2 separate regions of the Mus musculus genome follow, and region 2 is linked to region 1. Evidence: chromatin contacts called from public promoter capture Hi-C data. All regions are on one chromosome and are shown on one strand. The core of a region is the stretch at or near the end of the contact, and the rest is flanking DNA. Distances in the headings are between cores, read along the strand shown.

Region 1 (4,263 bases), core at 1,313-3,812:
CATTGGGAAATATATTCCACAGGAATGTCCTATATAAACTCTGTGTGTGTGTGTGTATACATACATTTATATATACACACAAATGTATAAATTGGAAAAATTAAATACAATGGAAGTGAAATTCCCATGGAAGAAATTAGGCAACATATAAACATGTTTCTTCATCACTTTTCTTTTTAACATTTCTGTTTTCTTTTAATGACAAAGAAAGATTGTTTTCTCTATCGTGATGTATTTATATAACATGTGTTGAATCTATAGTTCGTCTACAGCAGTTCTACTACAGATATGTAAAGTGAGCTTCATGGCTCTCCATGTGCTATACTGCATATATGAAATGTCTAGAATTTATCTAGAGAAGCCTACTTCTTTCCCCCAAAAGGCATAACCCAAAACATTCGGCTATTTATCTTCTATAAACCACACAGCTCGTTCATCCCTTCCATGTTTCCTGTTGATAGTATTTCCCCCTGTCATAGCACAACTTCTCTTTCCTCTGGAAAGCTGGTCCTTAAAAAGAAAACCATAAAGACAACAACAAAATATAATCCTCATGGACTACAAAATGTCGCCCTGCTGCCGGTCACTCAAGAGGCATCCCTGGTGTAAGTGGAGAGTATGTTGCTCAGGCTGCCTTCTGCCCCAGTTGTGGATAATAGCCCTTTCACACAGCCCTCCCTAATCCAGCCTTGAGTTCATGCACCCAGAAAAATCCCTGGGCAGAGGTCGTATCGATATGATTGAGATGTTTGCAGAAACTCATGTCTGTCTGCTATTGTCTTCAAGTTCAGTCTTTTGCCAGACTAAGAAGCTTGACTCTGTCTTTCAACCTGTCCAGCCAGATACAGGGTTTCCCCAGCTGCCAAACTGGCTATGATCCAAAAAGTTTATTTTCAAATCATTTATCTGGGATCAGAAAGAGGTTTCCCAAAAGAACAATTTTGAACATGGCTGTGCTCACCTGGTTGAGCTACAGTGAACTTGAAATGCAACATTAACAGTGTGGTTCCCACCAACAAGTTATTTATCTTGTGTGTCTGGGAAAGTACTCTCTCAGTTCTGGTTCAAGGATGCTTTAAGTCCAACTCTCCCTGGACCCTGTAGTCTTTGCTGTAACTTTTTTTTAGAGCTGTTTAGTAGAAGAAAGCAAGAAACACAGAGGAGGTAAGTTACCTCCCTAAGAAGTGTAGGGGGTCCATGTAGACACTTCTGGGTGACTGGTTAATAACTGGGGGCTGGAGAAGAAACTCACCCATGTGGACCGACTGCTTCCCAAGCATTCTCAAGGAAGCACAAAGGGCGGGGGCTGTTTCCTGAATAGAGACAGCTTCTTTGTCAGATCATCATTAATAGAGAAAGGCTTTTTCAGTCAGACTGCATGTGTTGATTAAGCTTCTGGACTTGTAATTAGCCAGGGGAAATATTTAAAACTTCTTGGTCGGTGATGAGACAGTATCAGTAATGAAACATGGATTTCGTGCTAAGCCCCAGGTCTGACAAACAGTAAGTATTCCATTTTTTTTAAAAGCTAAGTACCGACTGAATGAGTTCCAAAGACTACAAGACCACAATTGGATGCATGTGTGGGCCAGTGACCTGCATTGTAACTCAGCATCTTTCAGGGCTCCCCTATCACTGGCTTTCTAGAATGTTCTAGGACATCTGTGTCACCTGTGAGAGCATATGTGTCTATCTATACCTGCCCCAAAGCAGGTCCTGGATCTCTCTATGTCCTTCTCTGCACATTTGTTTTTACACATTTCTAGTACAATCTCCTTGTTGCCAAGACAGAAGAAAGAAAGGAAGATGGGTGTTGGTAGGAAATGCCAATAAAGCTCTCTCTTAAGCCTAGGACTCTATCTGCTAGCTTCTGGCCTCACCTTTTTTTTTTTTCCTGGCCAACATTATGTACTAAAAAGACTGATACATTTTATTTATACTTTTTGTCAGTTGTTCCCATAACACACATAGACATATTCTAGGCTAGAACTTAGCCTGTGCAGCCAGCCGCCCTGCTTCTTATCCACTTCAGATTTTTAACTCGTATAATAATGTAAATTTATTTTTATAATGAAACTGCTTTGCAAAGAAATACACTATTACGGCTTCTTCGACTAAAATGTCTCCTCCCACCCCCAGCCTCACCCCTGTAAGTGTGTCTAACTGTCCACTTATTGTCTCGTGGACTGTACTTTCTTTTTAAAGCTCTATTTGTGTTCTACAAGACAGCCTCTTTCTCCAAGATTAACGTTTCTTATGATTGTTCCTGACAATGGATCTGCTTCCAGGAGGCCCTGCTTAGGATAACCAAAAAAGGGCATGGAGCCGGCTGGTTTTGGCAGCCTGCTCACGGTTTCAAGCTTTTTAGGACTTGGTTTTTCTGATGAGTGATATCCTGAGCATGCCTAGGGAATGACAGGCATCTGCACGGGCAGACAGCATCACCTTGGCTAGGGTGTCGTCATTGGCTGCCTATTAGAAAAACTACAGGACAATGCATACCACCGCCTGCTGACTGTAAACATAGGGGGTATGTGTTCACTTAGCATGGACTTCTGGGAGGGGCCAAGGAAGGGCGGTCTGCAGTTTTATTGAATAGAGCAGTGTGCATTAGGCTGCCTGCCTGCCTGCCTGCCTGCTTGCTCTCTTGCTGGGTTGCTTAAAGGAATCCCTGCTTTCAGACAGCAGGACATCCCTCCTTGGGAAGAAGTTGCTGCCCTAGAGGTAAGAGACAAAGTCTTTCTTTCTCCGCCTTCAGGGAAGCTGGGGCTGCTCTACAGGTTTCAGGCAACATTCCTGGCTAAGGCTGCTGGATATGCAAAATCTTTCAAGGCAGGCAACAGACCACGTAAATTCTCAAAGCCAGCGCCTGGACTTCCTGACCTGTTCCCAGAAGGTCAATGTGATGAAACTTCAAGTTTTGTTTATAGAGATGGCACAAACGGTGTCATCTCCTGGTGACAGGATCAGGGAGCACCAGCGCGTTTGCCCAGGATGCGCTTTTGTTCCAAGGGGGATGTGGTCTGTACCCGGAATCCTCAGGCCAGCAGCTGTGAGAGGATTCTGTCCCTTTAGCAGTTTCTTTCCCATCTTTGGTCAGCAGACATTTAAAGAGGATTCAGGTTTTAATTAAAAAAATAACATCAACGGCTTTTTACGTTGTTAAGACAAAGAATGTTTGTTTTGTTTTGTTGTGGGTTTGGGTTTTTGTTTTAAGCTAATTTTAAGCTAAGTAATGGGTTCCTCTTACTCTGCTACCAGGATTTTAGAAGTGGGATTTCAGAGATGTAAAGAAATAAGGTCAGAGTTCTACCACTAGCACCAACTCAGCGAGTGCCGCTCATCTGTTATTTGCTGAAATAGAAGATGCCTGCCCTGTTTGTTTTCTATAAACCGGAGCAGCAAGAGAATGTGTGCATGAGTGGGCGTGTGTGTAGAAATCATGGGTAACTGCCTACCAAAATATTTCTTGAGAAATCTTCATTTCTGTTGGAAAGTATGCCCCCCGAGGGTCTGAAAAGATAGGAGCTGGAGGAACGTTCCAGAAAGGAAGGAAAGGAGCTCTTATTTCCAAACAGACGTATTTGGGCATCTCAGTCAGTAGCGCAAGTTGGTAGTAGTCGGTAATTCCTTTTAGAAAGAGCCGATTGTAAAGGGTGGGGGAATTTCAGTGCCATGGCAATCCATGGTCAGAAACAGAGAGCAAAGAGCTTGGTATTCCCAGATCCCTGCTGGCAACGAGGCTCTGCGCGTGGGGCTGTAAATGGAAGCAGCACAGTCCCTTAGTGTTAGGCAAAACCAGACACGAGAACTAGAACTTACTGAAGACAAGGTGCCCTGCAGAAGAAGAGTAAGTCTGAGCAGTTAAATAATAATACTCATAGTAAGCTCTAGCGTTCCCAGGTGGCTGCTTCCATTTATGTTTGCCATAGACTGCGATGCCTTGAGGTTGGGACTTGCTAAGGAATCCTTGTGTTTAGAAGGGTGGGGATTTCTTGAGAAGTGACACGTGAGAACAGACTGCCCTGTGAGTTTCTTTCCCTGGAATGTCTCTGAGGAAGTGTGTAAGTGTGAGGGGAAGGCTGCAGGCAATCGTTTGCTCTGCTCGACTACTGTCCCTCCTCCAAAGACATCAAGTTCCAAACTTTGTACGGGGGGGTGGTGGTGGTGGTGGGGTTAATGTCAATGAAAACATGGAAAGCAATTTCTTTCTCAAGTATTCTCTAAACCACGAAGGGAATGCAGTTTGGAAGGAAATCTATA
Region 2 (4,263 bases), core at 618-3,117, 400 kb after region 1:
GGCATGTACAATCATACCCTGTTCACACAGTAGTGGAAATTGAAGCTTCACATATGCTAAGAAAGCACCCTTTCAACTTAACTACATCTCCAGCCCCCTAAGTCAGTTCAAATGCATAGGAGAACTTTGCATTCTCTTGTGTAATATAATAGAAGTTTGGAAATGAAAGATAGAGGGTAGCATGGGGTTAGAGTTCCCAGAGACACTGTGTCCCCCAAACTGCGGTTCTCATCACAATTCAAAAGCTGGTTCTGTTGTTGGCAGTCAGAGTTTGGTATGGATGTTTCCAGGTTTTTGGCCTCTTAATCCAAAGAACTGAAAATAAGAGTCATACAAATTTGCCAAAGCAGCGAAATAATTTTATTTAGAGCAAATTGATAGCAGAGATCAAATAGGGACACGCTGTGGAGATTAACAGCTGGCTATAGGACAGGGCACACTCAGGGCCCTGATTACTGTCAGGGCTTCCTTGTATGGGACTCAAGAGAAGGAAGAGGAGGAGGAAGAGGAGCTTGGTTGCTAAGGGATATAACACAGTTCTCTATTTTGATTGGTGGATTGATAGATGGGTAGCTTGCTAATACGTTTACTTTCGAAAGTGTGTCCTTTCCCATAATGCATGATTCTCTCTCTCTCTCTCTCTCTCTCTCTCTCTCTCTCTCTCTCTCTCAATTGTGCATAGGCATAGATGGTAAGTGGAGAATCTCTCTAAAAGTTTTCTAGAGCACCTGACAGGATTACCATAAAAGTCTAGCTCATAGGAAGCTACCGGTCCTGTGTGCGAGGTTCCGGATCACGCCTGGGAGGGACTAAGGTCATGTATGCACTATACCAGGAGACATCCACTCAGACCTTAACCCTGATTTCTTGCTATTTTAACCTTCTCATTTGAAAGCATTTCTATATAAAAGCAGCATTGTCTCAGTGTCGCAGCGTTACAGCACATGTGAGCTGTGCTGGAGAATTCCCGGGAGTCTAGGGCTCCCTTTTCACTGCATGTCCCCATCGGGGTTCCTGTCCCTCTTTCATACCTCAGGGTCAGTGAGCCTGCTTGGGTGTTGTGCAGTAGAAGCTCGCTGAGCGTCCTGCTCGGTATGGGTCCTGCAGTATGGGAAGGTTACCCTCTTTTGGACACTGCTTCTTGAGTTGGTAGTGACCCTGAGCTGAAGAACCCAGCCTGCCTCCTTTCAGCTCCTTGAGTAGCAGACCACTGGGCTCCATGGCTTCCTTTTGGGGGCTGAGAGAGGTGCCGGCTAACAGGCAGCCCAGTACTGGCTTGTCTCCAGGAAGACAGTGCTGACACGTGGAGTCACCAATGGTGACCACACCCACAATGAACACGCTGCGACCCATGGCTTTCACAGGAGCTGTTGCCTCTTGACTTCTCATGAAGTCTATTTCCCAGTAACTCCCGAGCCCTCCATAAATGCTCACCCCAGAGCACCCAGAGCCTTCTGCCAACATCCTGGCTGTCTCTATCTTCTGGACCACATGCTAGCACCAGGAGAAGATGCTATGAAGCAGCGTTTCAGGTTGTTTGTTCTGGACACAATGGACTCCCACGGTCAGTGCTGGGCCTTTTGGGTACAGGGACCTAGGAGGAGGCAGGGAAACTGAGCGTCACAAGTGTTCCTACCATCTGACTGCTCAGCTTGGGTATCTGCAGAAACAATATGGGAGCTGAGGTGTCCGGCTTGTGGGACTGCACTGCAGGCAGTGTGATCCTTCAGCAAGCACTCCACTCGCACCGCGCTGCTGAAATCGAACAGGGTTACTGCCTGCCCTGCGGCACACAGAGACTGCAACCCATGACTGTATTGTCTAGACTGATCCAAGTCTTTCTTTCTCAAGTTTGGGGCTGAGCGAATAGGGGGAGACAAAACTTCTGACCTATCACCGGTCAGAGCGTCAGGAAATAGAGAACAAGGCCACAGTGCCACCCAGCGGACAAATAAAAAACAGCGCCCTTCCACCTAGAGGCGAAATAAGCCAGCCTACCGGCCTGGCCAGAATCCTGAACACACCCCACCTTCCAGAACTGAGGGTTGGGCTCTGTCTGTGGTGCTGACATTCCAGGATGCTCTCTGGACTGAAAGGGCTGGAGGTTTGGGGGCCGGGAGCCTGGCACGGAACTTTTCTGTCTCAGCACAGAATGTTCCCCAGCCAAGGCATATGTCCTGGCCTTTATCAAAGGATCCCCTGCCCAGTCTACTGAGGACTGGATAGGAGAGAAATAACATTGTCTTCAATCTGTAGTACCATATGAGCAGGTGAGAGAGATCTAAATGAGAGTGTTGTTTAAAATGAATATCCTGGGACAAGGAGATGGCTCCGTGAGAGCACTGGCCATGCAGGTGGGAGCGAGGATCAGAATTTGGATCCCGGCACCTATGAAAATTCTGGATGAACTTGAAAGCCACCCATAACCCCAGCAGTTGGGATGGGGAGAGAGGCAAGTTGGCTAGCTATAACAGCCAAATCAGCAAGCTTGGGGTGCAAGTGAAAGACCCTGCCTCGGTGACTGAAGAGGAGAGTCACTGGAGAAAGCAGACACAGACCTGTGGCCTCCACGTGCACGCACCCATATACATTCACACCCAGACACAAGTGCACACACACGTGAACATACACCACACGCATGACAAGTACCTAAATGATTCTTTCTTCCTCTTCCCCCTTCCTCCTCCCTCCCAGCCATCCACCCATCAACCACACAGCACATCCTACAGCGCTCAGCTACTGTGTGGTGTTTTGAGCATCGTGCCAGGTGGTGAGTGTACCAAAGTCAGCAAACCCGACACACATCCCTGCCCTCATGGAATTCACCATCTGGCGGGAGAGAAAGACATTAATCAAGGAAGTGCGAGGACCACTGCACGCTCTCGGCTGAGATGAGGGCTAGAGTTCTCGCTCTTGAACTGGGTTGCAGCCTCAAGTCGTGGACCTGGATGGGAGGGTGCTGATGAACTTGCCAATAGTAAAAGGACCCAAAAATGAATTCAAAATTAAAATCGTTGTGAATCAGAGGAATTTCCATTGGTGTTCATCGCCCTTGGCTCCAAGAGTAGAACATGTCACTTTGCACTGATGCCATCATGCCAGCCACTGAATGCTGACTGAAGTGCCTGGCTGAGATTCAAAAAGTGAAGGCTGTTTACTGCACACACAGGGTTCTCTGCTCTTACAGAAACACAGTAGCTTAACTATGGAAAGGACATTAGCATTTCCCTACCATTGCTCCTCAGCACACAAGCATCAGGTTCCCAGACCTTTGGATTGTATTGTGTTAGAGTGTTTGATTTTAAAAGTTGCTACTTGAGAGGCCTGGCAAGATGGCTCAGTGCATAAAGGCAGGTGTCCCCACACCTGACACCCTGAGTTCAATCCCCAAGCAGGCTCCACACAGTGGAAAGTGAGAATTGACTCTTGCATGCTGTTCTGGCCTCCTCTTATGGGGTGTGGCGTGTGGGCTCCTATGAGCACACACACATATACACCCACATAAATAAATTAAAATATTTAAATTTTGCTGCTTGAGACACTGAGTTTCATCAAAAAAAAGTTAACTGAAATTTGGCTTGGGATTAGGACAGAATTTCTGAAAACTTCTGAAATGTACTAAAACATACTTCTGCCATTTTGTACTGAATATTTATGCAAGGAGGTCTTCTTATCAGTGACAATTATGAAATCGAAATATCAATCAATTCTGAAAAACACTGAAGATGCTGTATTCTGCAGTGTCAGATACTCAGCCAAAAATTAACAGGCATCGATCTCATCAATATTCACATATGGGTTTTTTTAATAAACAGTGTATGTATGTGTATAAAAGAGTTGTTCTAAAATAAATGTATAATTATCAGCAAACATTTAATTCATATACTTATATTATATATTTACATACCCAGGGTTACATGAAAATAGGGGTCCTGAGTGGAACTGGTCCAAGAAGCTGCGCTGCGGAGGAGGAGGAGCAGCGGGCGAGGCTACCACTCCCCATCACGGGGACTCAGAAAAGGCTGACTTGACACGTGTTAGTGTTTGGAGGAGGCAGCGTGAGCAGAGGTTCTGGGGCAGCGGGGAGACCGGAACCGGGTAGAAAGAGCAGAGAGGAGCGTGGTGTTAATGGATGCAGAAAGGGGGCTACAGGCAATGAGCTTGCTGGCCATCTGAAGACTCTACTATTGCGTCTGAGGAGCCAGGGAAGGTCGCTGGTGTGTTTGCGCTGACTGGGTGAGGGTGGAGTGGAGAGTGAGGAAT

Evidence for each region. Promoter capture Hi-C pulls out the DNA fragments that hold promoters and counts their contacts.
Region 2: a promoter capture Hi-C map of cranial neural crest shows a contact between it and region 1. The contact joins the enhancer-like site here to the promoter of Cald1 in region 1. A contact is called at or near these places in 7 of 39 promoter capture datasets (the 3T3-L1 cell line, 3T3-L1-derived adipocytes, the HPC-7 cell line and 3 more).

Annotation. Positions count from the first base shown.
Region 1 is chr6:34,595,942-34,600,204 of GRCm38.p6, forward strand. It overlaps Cald1 (caldesmon 1), which reads left to right and starts at 2,563. Exons shown (of 14, transcript NM_001347100.1): 1 at 2,563-2,724.
Region 2 is chr6:34,993,589-34,997,851 of GRCm38.p6, forward strand. No RefSeq gene overlaps it. Among named protein-coding and RNA genes, the nearest start is that of Slc23a4, 18 kb to the left of the region's middle. Within about 2 kb of position 1,868, at least 85 of the 459 cell types and tissues checked have an H3K27ac peak or open chromatin away from gene starts, as enhancers often do.